Regions from separate parts of the Mus musculus genome. Here regions 1 and 3 are each linked to region 2. The links are chromatin contacts, called in public HiChIP or PLAC-seq maps. All regions are on one chromosome and are shown on one strand. The core of a region is the stretch at or near the end of the contact, and the rest is flanking DNA. Distances in the headings are between cores, read along the strand shown.

Region 1 (4,429 bases), core at 499-2,998, 340 kb before region 2:
TTGGGACTCTGTGTGCTAGTAAAATGTTAGTCACTGTAGTTATGTTTCTCTCTGTAAGGCATGGTCTATGTATGGCATAATTAAAGAGAAACCTCCAAGTGTATTTTACATTTGCTATATGAATACCCATCCATAAAACTATAGTTTACATTTATTGTGAATTTTAAGAGCAGGCAAACTATTCATGTTTTCATTAGTTAAAAAGCTACTAGGTGTGGGGGAAGCAAAACTAAACTTTGTAAACAGTTGAAAACCAATTTTAACAAGTCCCATTTCAATAGGCAGGGAATGTGGACCAGAATGCTCTCAAAACAAACTGTTGGCCCTTCTTTCACCTGCCGCCCACCTCACAGATGCAGGAAGAAGGCAGTAGTTTTGTGACTAAGATCTGGAAAGCCTTGAACAATCCTCAGACCTCCTTTCCATAAAACAAAAGCCTCCAGCAACCTTTTGAGTTTTTCTTCCTTTCCTGTTTAATGTTGTTTACAAGTTAATATATCAAGAGATCACATGGCTTAGCAAGCCTTAGTGGGTTGTAACTATATTGAGAACCTTATTTGGAATTTCATGACATTCAGATTTTTGCTCCTTTCTATAGGAAGCATTTGTTGTGGTAAAAGTTACAGCTGTAGTTAAAAGCAAAGAAGTAAACCTTAGTGTTCTAACACTTAAAATGTCATGCTAAATTGAAAATACTTGAAACTTCATTTGTGTGCCTCTGACGCTGAGGCTCGGTGAAATTTCAAGATTAAACAGGTTCCAGGATAGTTTTTAAGCCTTTTGTGTTACTTGCTCTCTTCTATACATTAATAGCTCAGTAACTTGGGTCTTACTTCAAGCGATGAGGCACCTTTGACACCTTTAGGAGAGCAGTGGATTTTTCATGGGTTTTCATTGCCTTCCAGCAGGGGAATTGGGACCAAGGATAACTTCTCTCTCAGTGGCTGAGATTAGGTCAGAAACAGATTTTCTCTGGTTGATTGCTGGGTGTCAGAGAACCTGACCCTCCTCTTGGCTGCATCCTACAAAGCATTTCCTGGGTCCTGAGGCAACCCCTCTATCTCAGTCCGGTAGAAGATAATAGTAAGCCTAGTCAAGTAAGAAGCCTTGTAGAAAGACAGGCACAACTTAGTCATAGGCAGCATTTACTGAACATCTGCTCTAGGGATGGAACTATGCCAACTGCTTCCGCAGCACACATGATCCCTTCACCTTAGACACTGAAATCTTTAAGTTGTCTTCCTTTCCATGGAAGTCCAGGTTGCTGTGAGGGCTAAGTAGTGGGTTCAATAATCACTGTGTGTGTCTTGACCCTATTTTAAACTTTTGTTTTAAATTTTACTTTAGGCTCTTTGCCTAGTAGACTTTTATGAAATAAACCCAACCTCTCTACAGTGTTCAGAAGCCCAGTGACATTTCCCTTTTTGTGAGCAGTGCTTTGAGTTGTCTAGCTCTGGCCTACCTCCATTCTACAGTCTTCACAGCCCTTAGTTCTATGACATCTATTCAATATTGTCTTGTACTGCTTTTTAATTTGTTTTATATTGTTTGCTCTTAAAGGATTGATATACTTCTATACCCTTCACTAGGTTTGGACTCTATATACCCAAGAAAAAACATTTTCTTGGACTATAATAACCCTCCTTGAATGAGTGGGCTAAAACTCGGAGAACACAGGAAACAGTGCTCTCATGCGTGTCACTTCTTTGCTGTGAGGAGAGGAACCCTGGGAGGCAAAGGCAGATGAGGTCAGGTAGGACTTGGCCAGGAAGCCTGACCTTTGTCTTAGATTCCTTGTATCTATGCTCTACCTAACGTGCTCAGTGAGACTGTAAGGAGACTCCTGCAGAGTATAATGTGGAAAGAGGTGACTGGAACCACAAATCCCTTGACAAAGTTGTGGCCTTTATTTGATAGTTCCCCATACTGTTGTATAAACATGCGTGTATGTTTATATATACAAGTTTTATATCTTATAAATGTTTTTTATTTTTATATAATGCCTCCTACCTATACCATTTCATACATGATGGATAGAATGTTTATGTTAACACTGAATGAAGAGATGCTATTTTTAAATGGTAATTTTCCCTGTAGCCAAAGTGGATTCATTTCCCACAAATTCCAGAGTGATTCACCTCTTTTGTTGTTCCCAATTAGCAGACTCACAAGCTAAGGCTAGGCTAAGCGACTTAGACAGCATCTCTGCATTCCTTTGGGTTCAGAAAAAAAACAAAAAAACAAAACAAAACAAACAAAAAAAAAAAACAGGACATTTCCCATGTGCTCCTTAGCCTAGCTGTTCCTTTCTTCAAGTTTAACAGTTGCAGACAGTCAGTCCAAATGCAATGAATATTGTACATTCCTCTTATGATCTGCTCAAGAGACTGTTTTTGTTTTGATTTGCATTTTTAAAAATGTCAGAGAGGGAAAAAAAATCACCTTTAAACTTTTGTTCCCAGACTAGTGGGCTATGAGACCGCATAAATCAGGCTGTTCCGCTTTTGTAGGAGCAGCCTATCTCAAAAGACGTCCCTTCTCCCTGAGGCTGCTCCATTGGTGATTTGGAGCTCTTGCAGGGCTAATGTCCGTATGTTAGGCCGAACTGCATTAATCTGTTTGTATTGACAGATCAATTTTTAAATAAATTCTCTACTTGATCAGAATTCCTAAAAGGACTATTGCCCACGATTCAGTCTTTGCCCAAATACTGAGATACTTGGGGATACTTGGGGAATGACATTATTTCCTTTATGAGGTTTGGGGAAACAAGGGTACAAGAGGCTGGCCCAGTGAATGAATGGCAGAGCCTATTATTCCTAAAACTCTTTAGTTTCTCCAATGAGACAATACTATCTGTCTGTAACCAGTAGCATCACTAACAAGCAAGCTCAGCAATTAACTATATTCTGTTATTTAATTTGGGGGTGGGAAGGAGGCAGCTGAGCTAAGAGTCTGTCTAGGTTGGCTGAACCGGTTCTTTAACCAAGGATGGCTGTGAATTCTTGACTTTCCTTCCTCTACCTCTCCAGTACTGGGATCAAAAGCATGCACCCAGTCACATCAGGCTCTGGTTTTGGGGGGCTCTGGGTGTGTGTGTGTGTGTGTGTGTGTGTGTATGTGTGTGTGTGTGTCTTTAATTCCTGTGTTGTTTAATTTTTATAAAGAGCTAATCTCTGTAATCTACAGTTTTTCACTTAACTCATTGAGAGGCAGAGATGGGACCAAGGACAACTGGAGCCACAGGCACTGTTGAGCCTGTTCTTCATCATCAGTTCAAAAGTTAGGCTAAGAGGTTAAGGCTAGTGCCAAGAGGTTAGTGACAAGGTGTGGTGTGTGGTGACCTTGCTTTCTGTCCCACCAGCCCATCTTATTCTTAGCAAGGTTTGCTTGCCGTTTCTGAAACAAGATATAAGAAAGACCTACACTGGATTCATAGTAGGCAGTGAAGTTGCCTAACTGTGGAATTAGGAAAAAATACCTCTCATGGAAATTTAGATATAGGAAGTACACACAGAAAGTCTGGAATCAAAGTCCACAGGAAAACAGTCTGCTCCTTCCCAGTTACATGGAGTGTTAGTTATTTGACCACATGCTTGTACCTTCCAAGCCCACAGCCAAGGCACAGAGATCAGAGATTCAGAGGAATCCTTCTTCATTAGGGAGAAACCACTATACTATGCTGTGTTCTTTCATGCCCTACGGCAATTCACCTGGTGCTCTTTCACCACTTTCAATCTCATTATTTGGGGGAAGGAGTTAAAGGCAATAGAGAGATGGGCCAAGAGCTAGGAAGCTGTTGACTGTAGTCTGTGTATACAATATATCTGGAAGTTTAAAGCAGTTTCATGCCCTGACTCCATTGACTCTGGTTTGTTTTCCGGCCTTTTTATTCCTAAGTCAATTCTGTACTTAATTCAGATAGTGGCAGAGATGTGTTTGGGACTTGTGATCAAAATGTAGAAGGGCCCCTCCTCAGCCATCATTGGCAGAGTATACCTTCTTCCAAAGTCAAGAGCTTCTGGGTTGGAGGATCATTTATTCATACTTGTATACAATATCCTTCTTGTCCTAGTGACACACCTAGTAACAATAGCTAGCTGCTTCCCTAGATGCTAGGGAGAAAGCTGGTTGTAAAACTGATACTGAAGTACTTTATAATCCCAGATATAGACAATAAACCAGTTAATGTATGATATGTCTCAGTGTGTGGTGTCAGGGTAAAGAAAGCCAGGTATCACCAGTCATAAATGGCCTTCCAAGGTGACTTTGCTACATTTTATGGGGAGAGTGTTTTAAAGGTATTAAGTCTCTGGTTTCTGAAAGAGGGCTTGTTGACAGCTAAGGAGGTTGGTGGATTACAGACTGTTGTTTGATACTAGCAAGTTACTTGTCCAGTTAGCTCAGTATGATGTCAGCACATACTCTG
Region 2 (4,785 bases), core at 1,644-4,143:
CTTTGCCTTGTCTTGCGTCCTAACTGCAGCCAGTGATGTGTGTGGCTGTCGAGGATTAAGAAGAGCACATGCAGACTGGGATGGTGATGCTCTGTAATCCCAGCTCCTGGGAGATGCAGGGAGAGCGAACCGGAGTTTAAGGTTGAGGCCAGCCTCGGGTGTATGGGGTTCTGCTTTTAAACAAACAAACAAACAAACAAACAAACAAACGATAAATGAACATCTGTAAAATCTTTAGACCAGACCCTCACACATGGTGAGTGCTGCACCAAGCCATCCCTACCGCCATGAACAAGTTACTGTGATTTGTCTCCGTGGATTCACAGTGCTATCAACATGCCTGGGCCATCTCCTGTTGAACACTTCTGATCGATAATTTCTGATAAATAATTTATGCCAAGGCAGAATTGTGTCCCTGAAGCAGAACGTATGGAGGCTGCAAGTGCCTTGCATCGTTGCATTCTGACTGCCGAGAACCTTGTCTTCTGAGATGTACCCTTTACCTGACCACGCTTACGTACAGGGGGAAAACGAGTCGAGTAATTTTAATGATTTTTTTCTTTTTCTTTTTCTCTTCTATTCTCTTCTTTTTTCTTTCTTTCTTTCTTTTTCTTTTCTTTTCTTTTTTTTTTTTTTAGGGAAAAAGATCTTGAAGAAGCCCTTGAAGCAGGAGGTTGTGATCTTGAAACTTTGAGAAATATAATTCAAGGGAGGCCACTGCCTGCTGAGCTGAGGGCCAAGGTTTGGAAGGTAACTAGAAGCTCATAAGGAAAGTGGAGTCACTTTGAAGAAGTTTTAATAATTGGTTTTCAGCTCTCTGAAAAGACTGTTTATAAATATGTTGCATTAAGAAAATTGACTTGAAGCCGGGCGTGGTGGCGCACGCCTTTAATCCCAGCACTGGGGAGGCAGAGGCAGGTGGATTTCTGAGTTCGAGGACAGCCAGGGCTACACAGAGAAATCCTGTCTTGAAAAACAAAACAAAACAAAACAAAACAAAACAAAACAAAACAAAACAAAACAAAACAAAACCAAACCAAACCAAAAAAAAAAAAAGAGAAAATTGACTTGAGTAACTTTAACTAACAGTGCATTTCTGAGCCAGGTGTAGTTGCACATGCCTTTAATACCTGTCTGCAATGGGAGGCACAAACAGGCAGGTCTCTCTGTGTTCGAGGCCATGTTGGTCTATACGGTCAATTATAGGCCAGCCAGGAAGACATAATGAGACTGTCTCAAAATAAATGTCTCTGCCGTGTTTTCTATACTTAATAATAATGTTTACAGTGGTAATATTTTATAGCCACTAGAAATGGCTGTGATCCTTATGAATATTGTTTAGCAAACGGTAGCAAGTGAGGAAACAAAAGCAGAAGTCAAAATAGCATACACGCAGACTCACATGGAATCACCTTAGACATGCTAAAGGAAATCTGCCTGTGGGGGCTGCTTACAGCTTTTCTTTGTTTTGCTTCCCAGCTGTTCTCTTATGTTTGTGGGGGTTTGGGTTTTGGTTTTTATTTTGTTTTTTGAGACAGCATCTTGCCAAGCCTTCGAGCCTCATTCCTCAACCTCTGTCCCGTGGTGCTGAGATGACAGGTGGGCACACCTCACATATGTGACTTATTTTTTTCACAAATGCTCAGCCGCTATGCTGTCACACTGAGCCTGCTTAAGAGTGGGCTCAGCAGCCAGCCAGAAATGGGGAATTGGAGCCCTACTCTCTCCACTGAACTATTTCTTAGGGAAAGTTGAGTAATGGGGGAGTTAGTGCCAGTTACGTGCCCACTGGTGACCCCCCACCAAGCCTCCACTGAGCAGTTCACACAGATGGCCCAGAGTGAACCAAACGGACCCTCCAACAAACCAAAAGTCATGAATCGGGGAAAGGGAAGGTAGGGAAGATGAAGGGTGATAGGCGTGGGAGACTGAAAAAAAGAAGAAAGAAAATTTTGAATTAAAAATGTTACATATTTGTAGCCGGGTGGTGGTAGTGCACACCTGCGTTTGGGGCCAGCTTTTTGTACAGAGCAAGTTCCAGGACAGTCAGGGCTACACAGAGAGACCCTGTCTCAGAAAAAGAAAAAAGTTACATATTTGTGCAAATTATAAGCACAAAAGGATGGAATAAAAATCGTGTTACTCCCAACAGGTAAAGCATGTAAGAATGTGGAGAGGTTTGCTCTGTCCTTTCCTTTTTTTCTCCTGTGCATATATACTTAACAGGAATGTAATTATTACTGCACATAGCATTCTAAATGCTTTATTTCAGGAATTTAAACATGTACAATAGTATGTGGCACACATGAAATTATTCTTAGTGTTTACATTTCAGAGATGGACATTCAACATTGCTACCACGATGGATAAGTGACTGCGATTTGTTTTCACAGTGCGATCTTGCTTGTGCCATCTTCTCTTTAATAGTTCCTCTAATCTGATAATGCCTGTGAAGGCAGAATGTCTGTCTCCTGAAGCAGAGTTTACAGATGCTGTGTGGAGGCTTATGGAATGAACTGTCATGTATCTGTAACCCAGCTTTATTTAACTTTACCAGCATCTGACTAGTCTTGTAGATTGACTAGTCTTGTTTGACCAGTATGCTCATCTGATCCTCCTAATTCCTTCATGATGAATCCTTTTAAAGCAAATCCTTAGTAGCATACTAACATTCATGAATAAGAAATTCCCGATAGTTTCAAGGTAACTCTAAGACACACCAGAACAGCAGTCCTTACCTCTTGTCAGTGCATGTTAATTATGCACTACAGTGCTTTCATTGTGATAGTTTCACAATCCATATTATACATTTTGATCATGTTCACCTCCACTAGCCTCTCTTGTCACTTCCTGTTTCTGCTAATCCTGTTCCTCTTTACAGATGGTCTACTTCTACTTTCATGTCTTTTTTTCCTTTTGGTGGGGGATGACACAGTATTTCCTTAGAGTTACTTACTGGAGTATGAAGTCTTATCCAGTGACTCTCCCCACTAACCAATAGCTAAAAACAGTAATTCTGTAGTATTGAAATAATGTCTTCAGTTGTCTTATAAATGTATTTTGATAGGTAACTCAAATTCAGATGCTGGAAGGACCACTTGTTGCACTAGGTTGAGTTGTCCCTTGCATCTGTTAATTGTACACCTTTAATCCCAGCACTCAGGAGGCAGAGGCAGGTGAATCTCTGAGCTCGAGGCCAGCCTGGTCTACATAGCGAGTTCTAAGGCAGCCAGGGCTACACAGAGAAACCCTGTCTCAAAACCAAACCAAACTAAAACAGAAACACAGTAATACTCTAGGTTGGGTGGCACAGTCACATCCACTGGCCACAGTGGAAGTCATGAAGCCAGCACAGTGGCTTGACACAGTTCCAGAAAAGCTGAGCCAAATGCTGTGATGGCTGTCATCCCTCTCTCACTTTTAGGTTTCAGTCTCTGTATGTTGCATTCTTAGAGACTTTCTGCATTATGATCCATTTTCTATTTTCTTTTCTGAAAAAAATTCTGTCTGAGTCTTTTTAGGAAACTCCTAAATTTAGTATTCCTTCTTCCTTCCCTTCGAAGTCTTCTTCCTTATGCTCTGGAGATAGATCATAAGCACAGAGCCACCCAAAGCTGGGAATTTCTAAATGAGGCCATGACTTGGGTTATCTGCCCTTAAGCAAACTCAAATGTATAATTGGAACAGGATAAACTCAGAAGTAGTTGAAAAACTTGACTGGCCAGGTAACAGATTCAAGGTCTCTTTTTCTGATACATTTAGAACTCTTTACAAATGTTGTTTAAAGATAAGGGATCATACAGGGTACACCTCTAGAGCAATAGAACTCAGGAAATAAGGTCGATTGATTAAAATAACCTTCTCCTACTTAGTAGCTTGGATGATCAAAGGATAGAAATGCAAGTTAGGTATTAGGATTTGCTATAGATAAAAAATTAGTTTAAATATTTTTCTATTTGTCTGGAGTGCCTTAAAACTTCAAATACTGCCAGTCTAAAAGCAGGCTGTCATATAATGGATATGTTTGCTTTGGCAGAGACATTCTTTAGATTCTTTGAATTGGAGTTATAGGGCTAATAATAAAATTAAAATCTGTTGTATTTGTGTTTTTTAATTGTGGCTGCACGTGTAATCCACAAGTAATGAAAAATGGAACACATGTCCTGAGTCACAATGATATAATGTGTGCTGCTTGGGTAACCATTACTCTGTCTTGGTTCTGGGAAACGGAGTAAGTAAAGGAGTAACCCGATTGCTAGTCAGAGCTGCAAGATTCCTCCAAGCACTGCTTCCGACTCCACACAGTAAGCTCTGTGATAGCCAGGGCTACCCAGAGAGACACTGTCTGAAACAACAAACAAACGAACAAACAAACAAACGAATGAGTAAGTAAGGGAATACATAAAATAGCTTTTACACGTACTTGAAAAAATTTACAAAATAACATTTTCTCAGTTCATTAAATATTCTTTATGTTTTTAAAATTGTACATGGTATAGGTATATTTTTATTTGACAGTATCATATGTTTAGTTTTTACATTTCAGAAAAGTTGGCTTTAAATAAAGCCATGTTTGTAAGTACACAAATATTTTGTAATTAATTCTCCCCACTGAATCAACATGAAATAGGAAAGTCTGATAAAGGAGCCTTTTGTTACATGGTGGTGGGGACACTTGATGATGTGTGGATACTTAGCTTGTAGTCTTTTGTTATTATTCCTAAAGTCTTGCCTTCCTTAACAGCATATTTTTAATATTTCTAATATTTTAATACTTTTTTTCTT
Region 3 (4,631 bases), core at 17-2,516, 390 kb before region 2:
TCTGGAAATTGCTATCTTGTTATGGTTATTTTTCTAAGAACAGCTCATTTTGTTTTGGCAGCTGTAGACTCAGTCATTTTGACTGCTATGTTTCTGAAAGTCCCTTCAGAGGGGAAGAGGCTGGGTGGTCTTGAACTTATTTTGGATTCTACAGTACCAGATATGGGTGTTGGAGTTGGAGGTGGGGTTAGGGTAGGCTAACTTATAAACCCAGATATCTATTTACTGGTAACAAAACAGTTAAAGGGAAGATACAATTTATATTGTTTATTCAATAGAGCTTGTATTTTTTTCTATAAAGGGTGAATTAGCAAATACACGAAGTATGAATGTATAGACGCACCATATTAAAGCCACTCTTTCTTTCTGGTTAGTTTATGTTGTCCAAAGCGTTCTACTATAAAAGTAACTTATGAGCACCGGTACAAACAACTCAATCGCTGCATTTGGCCTGTGGCCTTCCTGACCTCTTAATACCTGTTGTCAGGCAGATGGCTAATGGAGATGACAGAAACAAATGTACTGTTGAATAAAACAATTCTCCTCCTCCTCCACAGGATGTCTCTGCAGAGTCTTGGGTGTCCTGGAACTCCCCTGTAGACCAGGCTGGCCTTCAACTCAAGGAATCTGCTTGCCTCTGCTTCCCAGATTGCTGGGATTAAAGGCGTGCGCCACCACACCAGGCCCCAAGTTCTATTCATGTTCCAAGGGCCATGGTACTGAATGGGACAGATCACAATCCAAGTCCTCTAAAGAGAATATCAAAACCTGATTAAGTATTTTAAATAGAGAAGTGGTATGTTTCAGGTCTTCAGGATATTCGTCCCTCTTAAGTTGTAGAAAAAGAGCAGCAACGTTCACATGTACAACCAAGTTCCGACATTCATCGTCAGCAACTCTCAGGTGCGTTTCTAAGGACAAACTGCACAGGCGCTGGAACGCCAGAACCCTGACAACCAAGTGAAAACACATCCACGTGCTCGGGTCTCCTCCCGCGGTGCAAGCTCTTTGAAATCCAACAGAGAAAAATCGTCTTAGCATCCGTTCTTGCACTTTCGACATCGGCTTTTCGGCCATAAACCAAAACAAAATACTTAAATATTAAAAAAAAATAACCCAAACCGATGGTAACTCTTTTCTTGTATTTCTAGGCTCAACAGAGCATTTATTTGGAGTTTCTAGGCCGATCTTGAACGTCTGAGCCTGTGTGGAAACGGCGACACCCCTGGCTGCCGCAGCTGGGGGGGCGTGGCGTCTGTGACGTCATCTCCAGTGGCGCGGGCGACGGAGTTCCTTGGTTTTTCCGCGTGTAGCGTTGCTAACGCCGCCAGTGAAGCTGAGCCCAGGAGCGCGAGCGGCCGCCTTGCTTTCATCTGGTTGTCAGTTCGCGTCCGGGTCTCACGGGGATGGCAGACGATCTGGGAGACGAGTGGTGGGAGAACCAGCCGGCAGCCGCCAGCAGCCCAGGTAAGCTCTCGCCCGCCTCCCTCGTTCCTCCTGCCCTGGTCCTCGCCTCAGCTGCCTTACCCGCGTGTGGCAGTCGTGGCGGTCTGCCCGGAGGTGGAGCGCGGAGCCGTGGGAACATGGGACGGCGCGGGAACTGGGGAGGGACAACACCGTGTCACACGTGGAACGAGAGGGACCCCGTCGCCGCCTGCCAGTCTGAGAGGGCTACTTCCTGCGCTCTGGTTTTCTAGACTTTTTACTATTTTCTTGAGACTAGATAGACCGTTTCTGTACAGTTTGTCATAGTGGTTACCAGTAATCCCTGAACTAGGTTCAGATTGGGAATTCAAATCACAGACTCTGATACTCCGACACATTCTCCTTTTTCCTCACGTGTGAAAGGAGTAATTCTCTCCAAAAAATTGTGAAGATGTAGTGAAGGTAATTTAAAGTTGTATAGCACAACACAATTTTTGGCGTGTAGTATATGTACAAAATATTAAAGTAGCGTGTTCTTTATCATGTGTAGTTCGAGCCAGCAAGGGGCTTAACTCTTCTGCTTTACAGCAAATTCTTTTCTTTTCTTTTCTTTTCTTTTCTTTTCTTTTCTTTTCTTTTCTTTCTTTCTTTTTTTTTTTTTTTTAGACAGGGTTTCTCTGTGTAGCCCTGGCTGTCCTGGAACTCATTCTGTAGACCAGGCTGGCCTCGAACTCAGAAATCCGCCTGCTTCTGTCTCCCAAGTGCCGAGATTAAAGGTGTGAACCACCACTGCTCGGCTCCAACAGTTTCTATTATGGTGTACTATGTGTACCCATTCTGTGTGCAGTAGGCATTTTATTTTCAAGTAAAGTAGCATTAAGTAACCCCCCCACTCCAGTGGCCTTGAACATTTCATGCCCCATAAGACTTAACCATGCGATAGCTACTTCTATTGTTACTGTCTCAAGTCACCCTCCAAGGATCCAAGGTCCACCTGTCTCTAGTTTTAGATGGTAGGGTCAATGTCATATTTCCATTTATTTTGATCTCAGTACCATCTCACATGATAGCAAACAGAGTTAACACGTTTAGACCATTTCTCAGTGTGAAACTGAAAGTTACAGCATGGGTTTTGTGATTTAAGGGGAACAGAAGAGTAGAGTGTCAGTCCAGTGGCGAGTGGCAGTCTGGATCCCAGGGTTGAGACTAGACTAGGGATGACAGAAGTAGGAAGCTAAAAGTCAGGTAATCTGTAACTCTCAGTCTCCCCATCGTTTGAGGAGTGTTTCTCAAATGACTCAGTAGCTTCTTCTGAGTCTTAGATGCCCCCTCTCACCATACATGTAACAAGAAAACCGGAGTGTTCAGAAATGCCAGGAGACAGTGGATATGACAGTAATGCCAGTTTTCATTTGTTGAGCTCTTAGTATGATCTAAATTCTGAAACTCTTAATTCTCCTGCCTCAGCCTACCTATTGCTGTCATGCATTGTTTTTGCTGCTTTATGAGCACTAGATTATTCATCTTTGTAAGTGTACAGAGAAGTAGTTATCTTTATCCCTGTTGTATACGGGAGGAAACAGAAGCACTGAGATCTCAGAGATTAGCTTGGGCTTCTCCTGTTGAGTGAGGTAGCTCTCCTTCACAGTCGGATGATCTGAAGTCAGTCTGTCTTGCGCTTGCATTTTTCCTGATAACTACTGTGACCAAAGAGAAGAATCCCATCTCTAAGCAAACCCATTATTGATTTTAAAAGGTATACGATGCGTGCACATTATTATCAAACTGTGTCAGTTGACTCTCAGTCTGATTTTGTTCAGAACTAAATAAGCAGTTTTAACCGTACACTTTATCTTTTTGTCAGTGATTGAGATGTAATCCTAATATGTGATTTATTTTGGAATTCAAACATCTGGATGGCTTCTAAAGTATTCAGTGGTTAATAGGAATAGTGTTGTAAACCTGCCTTTCTCCACACTTCCATGTGTCAGTCCCCACAACCCATCAGTCTCACACAGGCTTGGAAGGATGTGGCTATGTTTCTTTGTTTCCTTTATTTCCTGTTGTGTCTCCCTCCACAAGGTTTCCTGAGTCTTTCTTTGCATTTTGCTCTGTGGACCTATATGTTGTTCTAACTTGTATGAACCACTGTAGTAAGCTCAAAATAGAGGCCTCAGCATCAATATTTGCCCCTCAGCTACCAGAGAATTCAGTCCCCACCGGCTTACCCTGGCTCAGCAGCGCTGCTCCTCACTTGCTCTGGTGCTCAACAGGCTCCATTCCTTTTGTCTCAGGCTCTTGTAGTTCCTTGCTGTCCTTCTGATGTAGTAACTAGCTGTTAACATAGGAACTCAGTTCAGACCTCTGTTAAACACAAGAGAGGAAATGAAAGGTCTTCCACATTTATTAGGGGTATTTTTCATGAAACTCATGGATACCTAGCAGGAAATGTACGCACGGTTTGCAGAATCATCACCTCCCTGAGAAGCTGCTCCTGGTTAGCCTACAGTAGTGCTTGGGTGACTTCTGATGTTGGCAGGTCATTTAGCGCTGGCTGCTGCTTGCCTTATTAAATCAGTCTCCTGGCACGGGGATTATAAACTCCATGGAAGCAGAGCTTAGGTTTTCCTCATTCTCTGCTTTATCCCAGAGGCTCAGAGCGGTGATTTTGTTGGTAGAAGGCATTCATTCAGTCTATTAGTAAACTTTTAATAGTTCATAGCTTCATATTGGCTGGAGACCTTATACCTCTGAAGATGCTTACTCTTATGGAAGAGCTGTCAAAATCCTGTGTTTTACAGTAGTGAGTAATTAATCTTTATTACGTTTATTTTATTATCTTTATTTTAAAATGGGATTTTACTTAGCCCAGACTGCTGGCCTGAAACTTGAAGTCTTCCTGCTTTGGTCTCCTGAGTGCTAGGATTATAAGTACCCACTACCGTGCTCAGCTGGATTCAGTGTTATAAATTATGTAATAAAGGGAAATAGATGCCTGACTCGTAACCAAGGCTGCAATTCACACAGGTGACAGCTTCTATAGCTTAGAGTGAGTGCCCAATTCTTTATGTGATTGCAGAGAGGAGCATTATAGGTATTGTTCAAATCATGTTGCTTTATTGATGTTAAATTTCCTCTGGAATGACTTGGTCGGGGAGCACTGAGGATCTCTAAGTGAATAGCTCGTTTGTCTTGTTGTTTACCAT

What was found. HiChIP or PLAC-seq counts read pairs in DNA pulled down with a chosen protein or histone mark.
Region 1: a contact with region 2 is called in an H3K4me3 HiChIP or PLAC-seq map of the 230-238 cell line, with 14 read pairs. The contact joins two enhancer-like sites. A contact is called at or near these places in 1 of 15 datasets of contacts at CTCF or cohesin (the NIH/3T3 cell line), 1 of 484 Hi-C or Micro-C datasets (bone marrow-derived macrophages), 12 of 115 datasets of contacts at active chromatin or transcription factors (the 230-238 cell line, bone marrow-derived macrophages, effector CD8 T cells and 7 more) and 1 of 9 other capture datasets (adipose tissue).
Region 3: a contact with region 2 is called in an H3K27ac HiChIP or PLAC-seq map of microglia, with 31 times the contacts expected there. The contact joins the promoter of Cmss1 here to the enhancer-like site in region 2. A contact is called at or near these places in 12 of 39 promoter capture datasets (the C10 cell line, the HPC-7 cell line, cranial neural crest and 8 more), 1 of 15 datasets of contacts at CTCF or cohesin (the NIH/3T3 cell line), 5 of 484 Hi-C or Micro-C datasets (B cells, the G1E-ER4 cell line, LSK cells and 2 more), 24 of 115 datasets of contacts at active chromatin or transcription factors (the 230-238 cell line, the NIH/3T3 cell line, the SCID.adh cell line and 17 more) and 3 of 9 other capture datasets (adipose tissue, liver and pancreatic islet).

Annotation. Positions count from the first base shown.
Region 1 is chr16:57,553,185-57,557,613 of GRCm38.p6, reverse strand. The region is part of intron 1 of Cmss1 (cms small ribosomal subunit 1); the gene reads left to right. The region is part of intron 4 of Filip1l (filamin A interacting protein 1-like); the gene reads right to left. Among named protein-coding and RNA genes, the nearest start is that of Cmss1, 51 kb to the left of the region's middle. Within about 2 kb of position 1,748, at least 37 of the 459 cell types and tissues checked have an H3K27ac peak or open chromatin away from gene starts, as enhancers often do. A contact at or near this core is called in the 230-238 cell line, where this site is marked.
Region 2 is chr16:57,214,274-57,219,058 of GRCm38.p6, reverse strand. Tbc1d23 (TBC1 domain family, member 23) reads left to right here. Exons shown (of 19, transcript NM_001358433.1): 2 at 639-750. Among named protein-coding and RNA genes, the nearest start is that of Tbc1d23, 15 kb to the left of the region's middle. Within about 2 kb of position 2,893, at least 84 of the 459 cell types and tissues checked have an H3K27ac peak or open chromatin away from gene starts, as enhancers often do. A contact at or near this core is called in the 230-238 cell line, B cells, the HPC-7 cell line and 6 more, where this site is marked.
Region 3 is chr16:57,603,502-57,608,132 of GRCm38.p6, reverse strand. It overlaps Cmss1 (cms small ribosomal subunit 1), which reads left to right and starts at 1,266. Exons shown (of 10, transcript NM_025599.3): 1 at 1,266-1,467. The coding sequence starts at 1,407.